2 separate regions of the Bombyx mori genome follow, and region 2 is linked to region 1. The links are chromatin contacts, called in public Hi-C maps. All regions are on one chromosome and are shown on one strand. The core of a region is the stretch at or near the end of the contact, and the rest is flanking DNA. Distances in the headings are between cores, read along the strand shown. Region 1 overlaps Grf (nuclear receptor GRF). Region 2 has its middle 50 kb from the start of Grf.

Region 1 (6,484 bases), core at 261-2,760:
GGGACATAACTTAGTACCATTCGTAATTGGTGATAAGGGAATGTTTCTTTCAGGAAAATCTAGGTCCCGTCATTGAAGTTCAATCAGTGATTTGTTCTTAGTTACACCTAAATACCATAAAATTTGTGCAGCATACAGACGCAACCGTTCTATTTTACTTTATATAATAGAATTAATTTATACATTGCACTTAGTTAGGTAAACAAATTTTATTTAATGGTTGAATAGCAATACTGTTTGAATCCATTTAAAAAATACTTGTCAATGTTAAAACGTTTGTAGATTTTCAAATGACAGTATTATAGACACACAACCTTGTGATAGCAAAAATCTTTTTATTTATTTAAATCAGTCGAATTCAAATTAGCTGCATGTGTGTTTTAAATTGGAAGCATCAAAATTTTCATGCACACATGGAATTCATTTTACAGCAAACGAGCTGATGCTTGATATACGAGGTGTAGTTTGACGTCGGTTCGATAAATTGAAATATACGAACGAACGGTGAAAAATAGTGAACAAATATTATTAAAGTCGATGTACTCATAACGTCGAAGGCCTCCCGATAGCGAGCTCTACACGTAAACAAATTACCTACTATACGGCTACATTTACTATTGAATCTCGATTATTCTAACTCGGTCTTATTTGCGTTAAATTAAACGAAAATCGCCCCTAATATATTTGTGTGGTGTGTTTGATTCAAACAGCCAATCGATTTAAACAAATAAGACAAAAAAAATTGTATTTTCTTCGTCTTCGCGAATCATAGACATAATCAAAACTGCTGTACAGCTTAACCACTTTTTTATTATTTTCATTTCATTATATATTTAGTAAAATAATCTTAATCAAACAACAGTTATCGATTTACAAATTTTGAAACTAAAAATCAAATCGTTTGAGGAGTTGGTTGTTGTTGGGCGCAAAACTACGAAAAAATAATGCGAAATGTAGCCGGGCGCAACGACACGTGGCGTCGCGATGCTTAGGGGGGTGGTGGGGCGACACCAGTGGTAGGGGTGTGACCTACTTTCCCGTGTGTCGGTGACCGCGGCCGACCTTCGGGCTTGCAACGATCGAATATACGATTGTGATCATCCGCCCCGAAATAAAAGTGTTGCAAGTTGCGTAATCGTCTTTATTGTTGTCTGTTTACCGCACTACGGCTTTTATCGCTCATCTCCTATACAATCTGTATGTACTCTTTATAAACACGTGTTCGTGCAATACTCTGTACGTACTTATATCGATACATTGCTAGTTTCGAGTAAAGATCCGATTTTCCTCGTGACAATTTCAAACTCGTAATAGACACCGTGCTATCGACAAGTATCAAGTACTCTATCGAATGGTGACTTATCTAGGTTCGTACGAACCTACGTAAAACCTCTGCGGGCGACGATTGCATCACGCGGCTAGAAAGATCGGTCCCCACCAATGATGTGGCAAAGGACGCGAAGTGAAATAGAGATCGTCCTCGAAGCGAGAGCGGTGCACGCGTTGCACTAGTCATTGTGCGGTTGCAGTTCGCACGCACGGCCGCCTGAGTGACCTAATAGCGGCTGGAGGGAGGGACCGGGAAGCGCAGCGCGGGGAGCGGGCCGCAGCCGCTCGTGCGGTAGGTCGGGCTCATAGCGCGCGCCCGCCGCCCGCCGCCGCGGCAACACGCTCTGGAAAACTTTCTTCGTGACTTTTCCTCGCCTAAAACTCTACTGATATTCGCACGTGAGCGCCGAGACCGGTACGCGCACGCCGGTCTCACATGATTCTCTTAATCATTGCTCCGCATTCAAATTATAGTTGGGTGCAATATTGAACAATAAAAACCCGGTGAACAATAATGTGATTCCAAAAAATTCTAATGTTACATTTTAATATATGGATGGTCGTGCGATGTAAGCCGGGTCGCGTACGAAGTTAAAACTACGCCTATGGATCTTGTCATAAAAAGTTGGTAATGTTTATGATTTTCTGTTACGTGTATTCTATTTCCATCGAAACGTACGAGGCAGCGAGATTTCCACAGTTCTGAAGTAATTTTCGAAAATATTAATAAAGTGTTTAAATTTCATGTTATAAATTCTTGCGCTTTGATAATTCTCCGAATGTATGTAAATACTCGAAATTATATAGTGGATATGTTAATACATGGTAACTGTAATTATTATAACGGCAATGCAGTCGTGAGCGGATGACGTAGAGCCCTTTTGTGAAGTCGGCACAGAGCGTAGGCACAACGCTTCCGGGCTCGGCATCTGCGCTCGCGCCGCGCCGCTAGCTTTCACTTTCCCCTTGTCCGTCGCGCTGTTACATCTCATCGTACCCGCCGCGAACACCACAAACGTTTCCTGATTTTCCTAATTTATCTAAGTTTCCTAATTGTGAAATCAAAATCCTGTACGTCAACTTTAAATTCGATTGAACCTATACGTAAAACTAAATTCATCATCTCTCGCTAATATTATCATTCGCTAATATTATATGTACGTTTCATGGTTTCTATTTAAATTAAAAGATAATTTATCTATGTCCCCCGATGGCTTACATTATGACGCAATCAACTAATCTAGTCGGCGACGTCGGGAAGTGCAGTGTCGGGTCCCTGCGTCGCTCCGCGCCTTCTAACTATGATCACGCCGCACGGTCGTTGACATTTCACCTAGTTTCTATTTGTTGCTTCTAAAAATCTATGGTGTTGTTTTTCGTTGGCGTGCAGACAAAATGCTGTAGCTATTGTTGAACGATCGTGTTTGTTCCCAGGCGAGTCGGCGGCCGACACCAGCACTTCGTCACCTGACCCAGGACCGCCTTCGCCGCGTATGTCTGAAGCCGGGTGCAGCACGCCGCCGCACCCGCCGCCCGTGTTCGATGGCGGTGGCTCTCCGTCACCTTCACCCGCTTGCCATCCCACCGTTATACGCTCGGCGCCACCCTACTCAGTCATCAAGTTTGAAGGTGCACAATCCGCTGTCAAAGCAGAAAGTTCGCCTGCGAGTGGAAAAAACCAGCCCACAACGCAGTCTCAGTTGTCTTCAGTGAAGTTGGAAAGCGCACCGCAAGAATCACCACAACCGTTCAGACCACGTACCCTCGTACCGCCTCCGCCTGGAGTTCACGCTAATCTATCACCAGGACATTGGCCGCCGGCCGCTTGTATAAATGGTGTTAAACCTGAACTTATAGGCGGAAATTTTCCACCACAGCCGATTGAAAATAAACCAGGTGCGCGTGGACAAACACAATGGAGAGGTACTCCTGCTGTTATAATGGGCGAATCCGGAGGTGTCCGAACAATGTTCTGGACCTTACCAGCGCCTAGTTCAAGTAGTGAGCCTGCAGCCAGTGCTTCGCATACTTCATCCACGCCTTCTCCTGATCCAGCTTCATGCAGTGAGGAGTCAGCAGCGAGGCTATTACTCAATTTAGGTGGCGAGTTACGACGACCTAGAGGGCCACCATTGAACATGGAACTACTCTGGGCCGGAGACGTGTCCCAGCTCCCTGCTCACCAACAAATTCATGCGTTAAATCTGAGCGCCGCTGCCGGAAGCATCGCGGGTTCTTCTCCAATGGCAGGTGCTAGTTCCTTAGCGTTACCCAGACCAGAACTGCGTACATATGCACCAGAGACTGAACGCGATGAAGACGAACAACCAATGATATGCATGATTTGCGAAGACAAAGCGACTGGACTGCATTACGGCATAATTACTTGTGAAGGCTGTAAGGGATTTTTCAAACGAACTGTCCAAAACAGAAGGGTTTACACGTGCGTCGCTGACGGTGGCTGTGAAATTACAAAGGCACAAAGAAATAGATGCCAGTATTGTAGATTCAAAAAATGTATTGAACAAGGAATGGTTCTACAAGGTACGTAAATAATATAAATTTCATAAAAATATTGGAGAAGCTGTCAGGATTTTTCTAAATGTAATTTCTTACAGCTGTACGAGAGGACAGGATGCCTGGTGGGAGGAACAGTGGAGCTGTTTACAATTTATACAAAGTGAAATATAAGAAGAACAAGAAAGCCAACAAAACAGCTACGGCTACAAGTCGAGCTTCGCCACCAGAAAAACCTAAAGAACCCTTACCCCCACTCCCACCGCATTTGGTCAATGGTACCATACTTAAGACTGCACTAACAAATCCCAGCGAGGTAAGTTCACTTTGAGTTTCTTTTTTTGAAGTCATAGCAAACATTGCAAAGGAATTAAGTTAAAGGTGGTCATTGCAGGTTGTTCATTTGAGAGCAAGGCTTGAAAGTGCCGTGTCGTCGTCACGAGATCGAGCCGTCCCTTTGGACAGGGCGCTGCACATGATTCGCGCTCTGATTGACTGTGACGCTATGGAAGACATTGCGACAGTACGACACCTCCCTGACTTGCTTCATGACACTTCGGAAATAAGCGACAAATTGTGTAAGATCGGTGACTCCATCGTGCACAAAATGGTCGCGTGGACGAAAAAACTACCGTTCATTATGGAAATCCCTATGGAAATACACTCAAAATTATTAATGGAAAAGTGGCATGAGATCTCAGTATTAACGACGGCGGCGTATCAAGCGATGCACGGAAAGCAGACCCACGCTCCTCCCTCGTCAGATCACGAACAGGACTTTATGCAAGAGGTGAGTTAGTTCTTGTCTCTCTTGGCTATTACAATATTTTACTGTTAGAAGGCCGAAAGAGAAAGTAAGAACGTCTGTTGTGGATAACTGGTGGGCCATACCAGCTCCAGACTTCCGCCACATGCAGCTCGATGCAGTTACGTGATCTGCATCGTTTCTTGCGCAACCGCCGTAGAAAGTCACCGGCTTAGACTACACGTTCACTGCTAAGTCGGCTTTACTAGAGTCATAAAATAATTCAATGGACCTAATGTTTCTATTGTCGATATCACATTAAGTTGGTTAGGCAAGTACCCAATAAAGACTCAAATGCTTGTTGCAATTTCATTTAAGATAGCGATAAAGTACATACACCTCCATTTATCTCGTCACAAGATCACAATAATAAATCTAAAGTTTCATTACGCACTATCGCAGCGAGGAAAAAAACGATTTGAATGAAATTTTACAATAAAATATCGAACAGCGAATTGCATTACTTACGTAAACGTCTGTGCGGTAATAACGGTAGTTACACTGAAGCATTTTTCATTGTCTAGAGCATTTCCTTCTCACTAACATACATACATTTTAGTATTACGTAAAATTGTACATCAGAATTATCTATTGAATCTAAATTACTCGTCAGTTTTAAGTGAATTGATGTAATCATTTGAGATCTAAATTAAAATCGAGGTAGAACAACACAATTATTTCAAACAATTATTGTTACAAAACCTTCTTTAATAAAATAAAAATTAGATCCGATCCGATATGGATTTTTTAAGAAACTTGAAAATGGAATGTTTTGCAAATATTTTTAAATATTTTTTTTAATCAGGTAAACGCCAACCTCCGGACATTGCAGAATTGCTTGACGTCACTTATGGGCAGGCCCATTACGCTGGAGCAGTTGCGATTGGATGTAGGACTTGTCGTGGAAAAGATGACGCAGATAACCTGTGTTTTCCGTCGCATACAGCTCCGAATGGAGGAATACGTCTGCCTCAAAGTCTATATACTGCTTAATCAAGGTAAGAATTTCTTAAAATTATAAAAATCATTATAAAATCAGATTAAAAATCAAATGTCTTTTAAATGAAACATCTCAGTTTACTAGATATAAAATTTACTCTAAAAAACTGGATGCCTCTGTTTACCCCGAGACTGGGTTGGAAACTTGAATCTGGGTGTAAAATATGTTTAACACGTATTATGGTGAAAGGACTTTTAAAAGTAATGAATGCCTTTTGCCTTGAAATAAATGTTGAAAATGTTATTCAGTAGCGTTTATTTTGATAATGTATTGAATTATTCGAGATAACTCTCAAATACAGGTATAAATAACGCGCATAAAATTCTAATCAATATTTGAACACGCGACTTGAAAACGCGTATTCACAAAAACTATAGTCAACCGTTATAAAATTTAAAAAAATCATCCCAACATACCCATCTTAACACGGTTTGACGTCAATTTCGTCAAATTAACGAAGAATATGCTGATTTAAAATTGTGTTAATTGATAAACGTTTAGATAACCTTTCACCGCCATTGAGGTCGGTTTTTAGGGTAAGTAAGTTAATAAAATGGAACGAAACTCTTCCTTGTATTTTGTTAGTTAAATATGACATCTCATATTCATTCTAACATAGCATTAAAACAAAAAGCCTCATACTTTATGCACGACGTCATTAAATTCGACTTCTGCGAGTGCACCATCTCGCAGAAGGAGGCGGCGGGGCGAGTGAGGGAAAGCTCTCCTCACTACGCAGAAACCCGCCGCCGCCGAGCAGGGGGTCGGGACCGGGGTCGTATCCGTGACCTGGCCCCCTAAGAGCTAGGGGTCCCACCCGTTTTGTGCGGGGA
Region 2 (6,916 bases), core at 3,977-6,476, 68 kb before region 1:
TGAATATATAGGCCATCGGTACAGGAATGACCCATCTGAAATTGGTTTATGACACCACTTTAACTGGCGTCGTTGTCGAGTTTAAAAATTACAAATAGTATTTTAAACCTTATTGCTATGTTAATTTGCAAAATAATGAAAAAGAATGTCGGTTAATCTGATTTGAGTACCTATCGATTTTAATTTACATAAAGGCGCACTAGTTTTTCGTTCTTTAAGAATTGTATTACGTCATAAAATAATTATTTTAAAATTCAGACTCTTGGTTTCATACGACCCAAACGCACAGTACGAAATATTTTATATACTTTATTTTTGTCTAGCGGCTTAAAGTTGCAAGTGTTACTGTTTAAAAATAATAATAATGTAGGTTACATTTAGGGGGCTACAATTATGAAACCCAAAGTCGCCAAAATTAAAATATAAATTTTGTCAGAAACAGATAGAACAATAGTACTAGTTCATAGAAGCTTAATATGGAGTGCCATTATAAAATCCAACTCATTTATATAAAATCCATGTACACTCAACTAATAATAGCAACTATAAATAGATTCAATAAAAAGCGGCACGTTTTGTATAACTATATTACGGTGTGTTTCAATAAAATAATCGGCTTACAAAAGTTACTGAAGCTTAGAAGTAACTCAAACGGGCCCTGACCCAATTATGAACTTAAAACAACCGTAGTTCCCTTTTCTATTCGGAGGAAAATTCCGTGACGTAACGTTGCAAATATGACAACGAATACTTTATCCAGATATGGAAATTCGCTACAATCTAATATAGACCGTAAAGCTTATACAATAATATTAACTAGAGGTCCCGCAGTAGTCGAAATTCGACTATAATTAATTGGAATTGTAAGTTTGTACACTATTATGATTGTATTTTATACTTCTTTAATCACAAATTTCGCCAGTATAAAAAATATTAACAAAGACAAACAATATTTTATCTATTCTCAATTTGACAACAGACGTCAAGAACAAAAGTTTGACAATAAATAGTATGCATGCGTGTGTGCGTCAAATACATGGTATGTAGTGTGTGTAATGTTTTCTTTATTGATTTAATGTATCTTTTACGCATTATTTAAAAAAAATATTATCATTGTGCACTTCTTCTCTATATTCTCTATAAGTGTGGGAAATTTCGTACTCCTTCGTCCGCCCAATTTTCGTAAAAAGGGATACAAAGTTTTTGCTTCACGTATATAGATAAACGAATGTTTTTATTCGGTTTTCACGGGTCTTACTGATATAATTTTGATTTTACAGGATTTAATCACTCTACGATTCCGTGCTTACTGAATTTTGTTCTTAATTCAATGCAGTATCTGTTGCCTGACAATCTGAGGCCATAGGCGTCTCGAAGTGAATTCTACCGCCCACCAGACAGAATACACGAAGAATTAATCGCGTATGTGCTGTGAAACATCCACTCGATTCATGCTGAAGAATACGATAATTGTATTACCAGTACAGTACTATTGTGATTTCTACCCCATGGCTCAAGGTTGGCGACGTTACACACATTGTAATGTTCTCAGGCTCTGCTACCACTTTACTAGTGCACACAAGTTCTACCGCAAGCTCGTCTGATCATCAATAGATTGAACAAATATTTGCTTCAGGCAAGGCTTTGTTTCGCGCTCTATTTTCTGAAAAACAAACCTCAAAACATCGTCCCTTTCCTATACAAAGGAATACATTTACAAATCGGGCTATCGGGTGGTAGGACCTCTTGTGAGTCCGCACGGGTAGGTACCACCACCCTGCCTATTTCTGCCGTGAAGCTGTAATGCGTTTCGTATTTGAAGACTGGGGCAGCCATTTTAACTATACTGGAGACCTTAGCACTTATATCTCAAGGTGGATGGCACATTTACGTTGTAGATGTCTATGGGCTCCAGTAACCACTTAACACCAGGTAGGCTGTGAGCTCGTCCATCCATCTAAGCAATAAAAAAAATATTAACACTGACTCTAAATTATTAAATGCTCCAAATTGTTGTGAAATATTTTTTTTATTAAAATGTTTCACAATCGCACTTTCTTTAGGTTGTTATCGTGTTCAGGATCATGCCCGGCTAACAATCCATCAAGATAACCCAATTTCTATGGGAACTGTGTGCTAGGAATACACAGGTGACGAAACAAAATACTTGTTGCACAAAATTGACATTAGGAATTCCTTTTTTTTGTGTAGAATGGCGACGAAGTCCGCAAGTAAGGCATTTATCGGAGTAAAAAACATGGTAACGTTAATAATTTATTTCGTAACTATAATAGGCTGAGAGAAGATACCAAACGGCCGAATAATAACATATCTTAATTACTATTATTATTCAAGTTAGGAATCAGGAATAAAATAGGGTGGGGATAATAATACTACAGAGAGACAATCGAGAAATAGCTCCTAATACAGTCAAACAGACTAACTGAATGTATTGTAGGAATTCCCAAACGTCTAATTCCCTAACCATCGGAGCACGAGTCCCCTGTTTTTTTTTCCTTCTTAAGCCGAGAGCCTTGAGAGGCTATTTTAGCGTATCCTTTACTAGTAGGTGAGCTCACGGGGCTAGAAACCTGACGATGTTGTTAATATGAACCCTAGGTAGAGCCGTGCTTCACAGAATCTACCAGCGGATTGGAAACGCGACCCACTGAGAAGATGCGGCGAGAAAACTGAGTTTCTGAAGACTGTGTCTGAGGGTTAATTTACTCGTCGAGCCCTTCGTCGCAAGCGACGGGTTCGACGAGAACGATGACCGGTGCACGAGTTGCCTTACCTTACCACCACTACTGATTTCATAATATCTTTTAAGTTATTTTATATCAAATCTATTCATTAAAATTTCACAGAATTTCCCATTAGATAACTGAAAAGTTAAAAGTTATTATAAACCTAACTATCAATAGTGTACTTAGTGTCTATGGTATTAGTGTCGACTTGTTTAACATTTGGGGTATAAAATTTTATACATTCGGTTTTTGTGTTAATTATACATATTTTTTAAATTAATATTATATATTCGAAAGTGCCTTTGTACGTTAGCTTGTTACACTTTAACGTCGTAACTGCTAAGCCAGTTATCATGACATTCTATATACACGTTGTCAAAGGTACAGAAATGAAAATAGAGTACCTTTCACCTAGGAAATAAATTGCCTCTCCCAAGGATTTTTTTTTTGTGAATTAATCCCTGTTAAAATTAATTCAAGAATAAATTTTATTAGTGAATAAACCAATGTCCACTCGCTAAGCTGCGATAGCCATTTAATTTAACTCAACAAGGACGCATAAGCAACGCACAATGAAAACTTAGGTTTAAAAAAAATTACGAGCCCCAAATGAAACCTTGAGACCCCAAAAGATCATTTGTCATCTAGTTTTTAAAGTCCCCCTTCTATGAGGCTTAGGTATTTGAATGTAATAGAGACGTGAGTAAACTAAAATACATTTTAAACGAATTGCCTTCCGCTGCCACATTATTTAATATTTATGAATTGTTTAATAATAATGGAACGATTTATGAAAAACCAATGACCCAGAATTCATTTCCAAATCGCATCACTTGGATATAAAGTAATCAAAAAACGCGCTATGTGCTGATATGCCGTTTTATTGTTACAATTTGGGCACAATAATCATCGAGGGCACTCGAGTTCAGAGCGAGTTCTAGGACAGTCTGTCGCAAGTTCGGACCGCTGCTATCTTTTTAGCGCGGCTTCAAGATACATCTACATCGACAAATTTCGATGTACCTTCAACTAGTTAACTTGTTCGACTGATAAGTAATTTTAATTCGGCCGACGTATATTTTGGTGTGAGGTGCATATACGTCGTTTACCTAATTTGAGCTGATTGTCTAACCTCCTTTTTAGTGACCTAGACGGTGAATCGTCTTTAATTTTTTTTTATATTTACTACGTCTGAGTAATACGCGTGATTAATCAACTGCTTTGCAAAAATATCAGAAAAATATAAAAGCTAATATTATAAATTGTTTCAATGATGATAGTCGTTTCTTTTGGCTACGATAATGACAAGTAGGTTAGGTTTATTACTAAAATACTTCTTCGTTTAACAAAAACGTAACGAGTATAATTGCCATGTATCAATTTTATTAGTAGTAATCTACAAAGTCAACATTTAAGGCCCTGACACACATTTCGTTTTAAGTTTACTATCTTCACGAATTTTTTGATCGATATAATAACTAACAGGAATCTAAATAGAGTAAATATAATATTAAACTTTTTACATATTCACTAGTATTGAACCATATAGCGTAGAACAGAAATAGAAGATTTGTTAGGGTGTGCGTGAATTGCATTTGTGTTGTTGTTTAAGTGTGCAATAAATACGTACTGTTTCTATCTCTTTCGTTCTCGACATTTCACTGATAGTTATGGCCTTGTCTAGTCGCATCTAATGCTGGCATTAGACCGTTTACATTAAATCGTTGGCTAACTAGCTACTTGCACGTCCACTAGTACAAGTTAATCTTAACGATAAGATTCCACAATTTTCGAACCCACATTCGTTTGAATTTAATATTTATAAAGTAGCGTAAAGTAGCGTACGAGTAAATTAAACATGTTAACAAAAGAAACAATTCTGCTTACAAATTGTTTACTAGGCAAATGACTGCAACCTAAAAATTGACCCAGTTCATCCAACGCCGGTTATTCGTGTCAAAAACGGATGTATAAACAGTTGTTCAAGTTTAAATTGAATTTTACGGTCACTGGCATGGTTAATAAGTCTGTTACATATGGGAACCGTTGTACTCATTTGTTAAATATTTTAAATACAATTATTGTTCTTTTGTTTCAGGTGAGTGTTACAGTTTATTTTGGAGTGGGTACACACTTACATGTAAGTTTTGCATACATTAAAATATACTGCTGTAGCGTCGTGATGAAAATTGTATGTTTTTAGCTTACGGTTTCTGGTACAGATCCATAAAACTACTTAACGATAAGTAGAGTAGTAACAAGTAAATACAATTGTAACTCGAAAAGCTTATTAAAATAAACAAAAGAACGAAGCGTGGAGCACAGAAAAAAAATGCGTTTTATTTTCAAATTTAAAAATTTCTTTTCTCACTCAAACGTTTCTTTAAGATATAGTACGAGTATATACATCAATAATAATGTATAGAACGACTGTCAAGCTACTAGCTCAAGTCACTCGCTCAAGTAAAGTGGTACAGTGAACGCGCCTGATGTCCCTGTAGCGAGTGTTGACTGAGTCGGAGTGTTGACCGGTATGTAGGTTACACTGCGCGAACCGGCGACCGCACCCCTCCCGCCCCGCACCCTCACCCGAGCACCACGCAACTACTTCTATGATCTGTGCACTTTTAAACTAGAAAATGTCAAATGCACACCTCGGGGGAAACTGTGGTTGTTTTGCGCATGGACCATGGTCATGTGTGGTTTTTATGTTGTATTGAGTTTTAAAATAAGCTTATTATTAGTATATTATAACACGACATTCCATTACCAGCATTGAATTAAATTATAAACTGTTTGCATTAGCAGTTTTTCGCGGATCATATAGATGATTGAGACTACCTATATTAGGAAAATCTGATATTTTGCTATTAAAGATACATTTCACGGGGTTTTGAATTACATCAACTGCTAAATTAGATTTGATTGCACGAGGATCGCAACTATCAGGCTCTTGTACATACAATTTAGTATTTAGGCGCTGATCCTCAATGTGGCGGCAAAGTGCCACCGTAAATACTCAGAAATTGGCCGTGGTCCCATATATTACATTTATATAAACGGCCCGTGGTCACTGGGGCAAGTTCGCTCGCTTCTTCGTACTCGCAAAAAAATCGGACAAGTTCGCGCTCGAGACCGCGGTCTGTGTAAACACACCATAACTCACTAAAGCTGACTTGCTCTTAATTCACGAGTTTCAAGAAACTCATTCAGTCTTTATATCATGTCTTGTAGTCGACCTGAACGTTGGCTGCGTTACTCACGAAGCGTGACCTTGAAACTTTGAATTGCAAATGAGAAATCGGACCCTTAAATAATTCATTGAACGGATACACAGAATATATATTGTTTTGATTACTCGAAAAACTGGTATGGCGTTATCTCAAGGCGAAGCGTATTAATACGATAACGAAGTGACCATCAAATTAGGAGATCGACAACCGGCCATGACTCTGTTTACGTATTGACTACCGTCGAGTCTAAAAACTGAAGGATTTCTGCGATAAGATGACACAAAATTCACACACAAAGAGATTGTAATAATCATCGTTCGTATGAAACGGCATGCGGCCTATATTCTATGTTTACGATAAAGTGCCGCAGTCCGTAGTGAAAGTACATTTCTGCAATAGTCAAGGTTTCAACACCTGCATTAGCCGCATCGCCATGGTGTCTGTACGTATGCGACATGCGAAAACGTACGGACATTTCCATTGATTTAGATTATTAGAATAGTGAATTGAGTGTGCAATAAAAACGCGTTTGGGGTTCGTCCAAATATAGCTACGGCTTTAGTCGAACAAATTACAAAACGCGTAATGATCTCTCCTCATTATTACAAACTACCGTTGCGAAGTGAAAACAAAGACTCGCTTTCTAAAGTGTAAGCGAAATGTGGTCGGGTATCTCGTTACCTATAGATCATCCGCGGAGAGCATTAATGCATGCGGACGTTTCGAAATATCGGGGCACGTGCTTCTGCTCTCCGAATACGCTGAGGTTCGTATTTAATTGATTCAACGACCTCAGCTATTGTGGCAGGATGGTAGCCTTTTTTTGTTGCTGTTATGTTGATATATTCCAGTTTTTTCATCAATGACCTTTGTCATGTTGATTCTATTCGAATTCCAAAAATTCATTGATTCGAAATCCGGTTGTATGTACTGATT

Evidence for each region. A called contact is a pair of places that touch in the nucleus more often than the background predicts.
Region 2: a contact with region 1 is called in a Hi-C map of midgut, with 2.6 times the contacts expected there. The contact joins two enhancer-like sites. A contact is called at or near these places in 7 of 7 Hi-C or Micro-C datasets (middle silk gland, midgut, posterior silk gland and 2 more).

The regions. Positions count from the first base shown.
Region 1 is chr15:5,034,042-5,040,525 of ASM3026992v2, reverse strand. It overlaps Grf (nuclear receptor GRF), which reads left to right. Exons shown (of 8, transcript NM_001043550.1): 3 at 2,764-3,873; 4 at 3,948-4,162; 5 at 4,241-4,636; 6 at 5,457-5,649. Among protein-coding and RNA genes, the nearest start is that of eIF3i, 16 kb to the right of the region's middle. Within about 2 kb of position 1,510, at least 6 of the 8 cell types and tissues checked have open chromatin away from gene starts, as enhancers often do.
Region 2 is chr15:5,104,856-5,111,771 of ASM3026992v2, reverse strand. It overlaps a transcript of Grf not described here. Among protein-coding and RNA genes, the nearest start is that of Grf, 50 kb to the right of the region's middle. Within about 2 kb of position 5,226, at least 7 of the 8 cell types and tissues checked have open chromatin away from gene starts, as enhancers often do.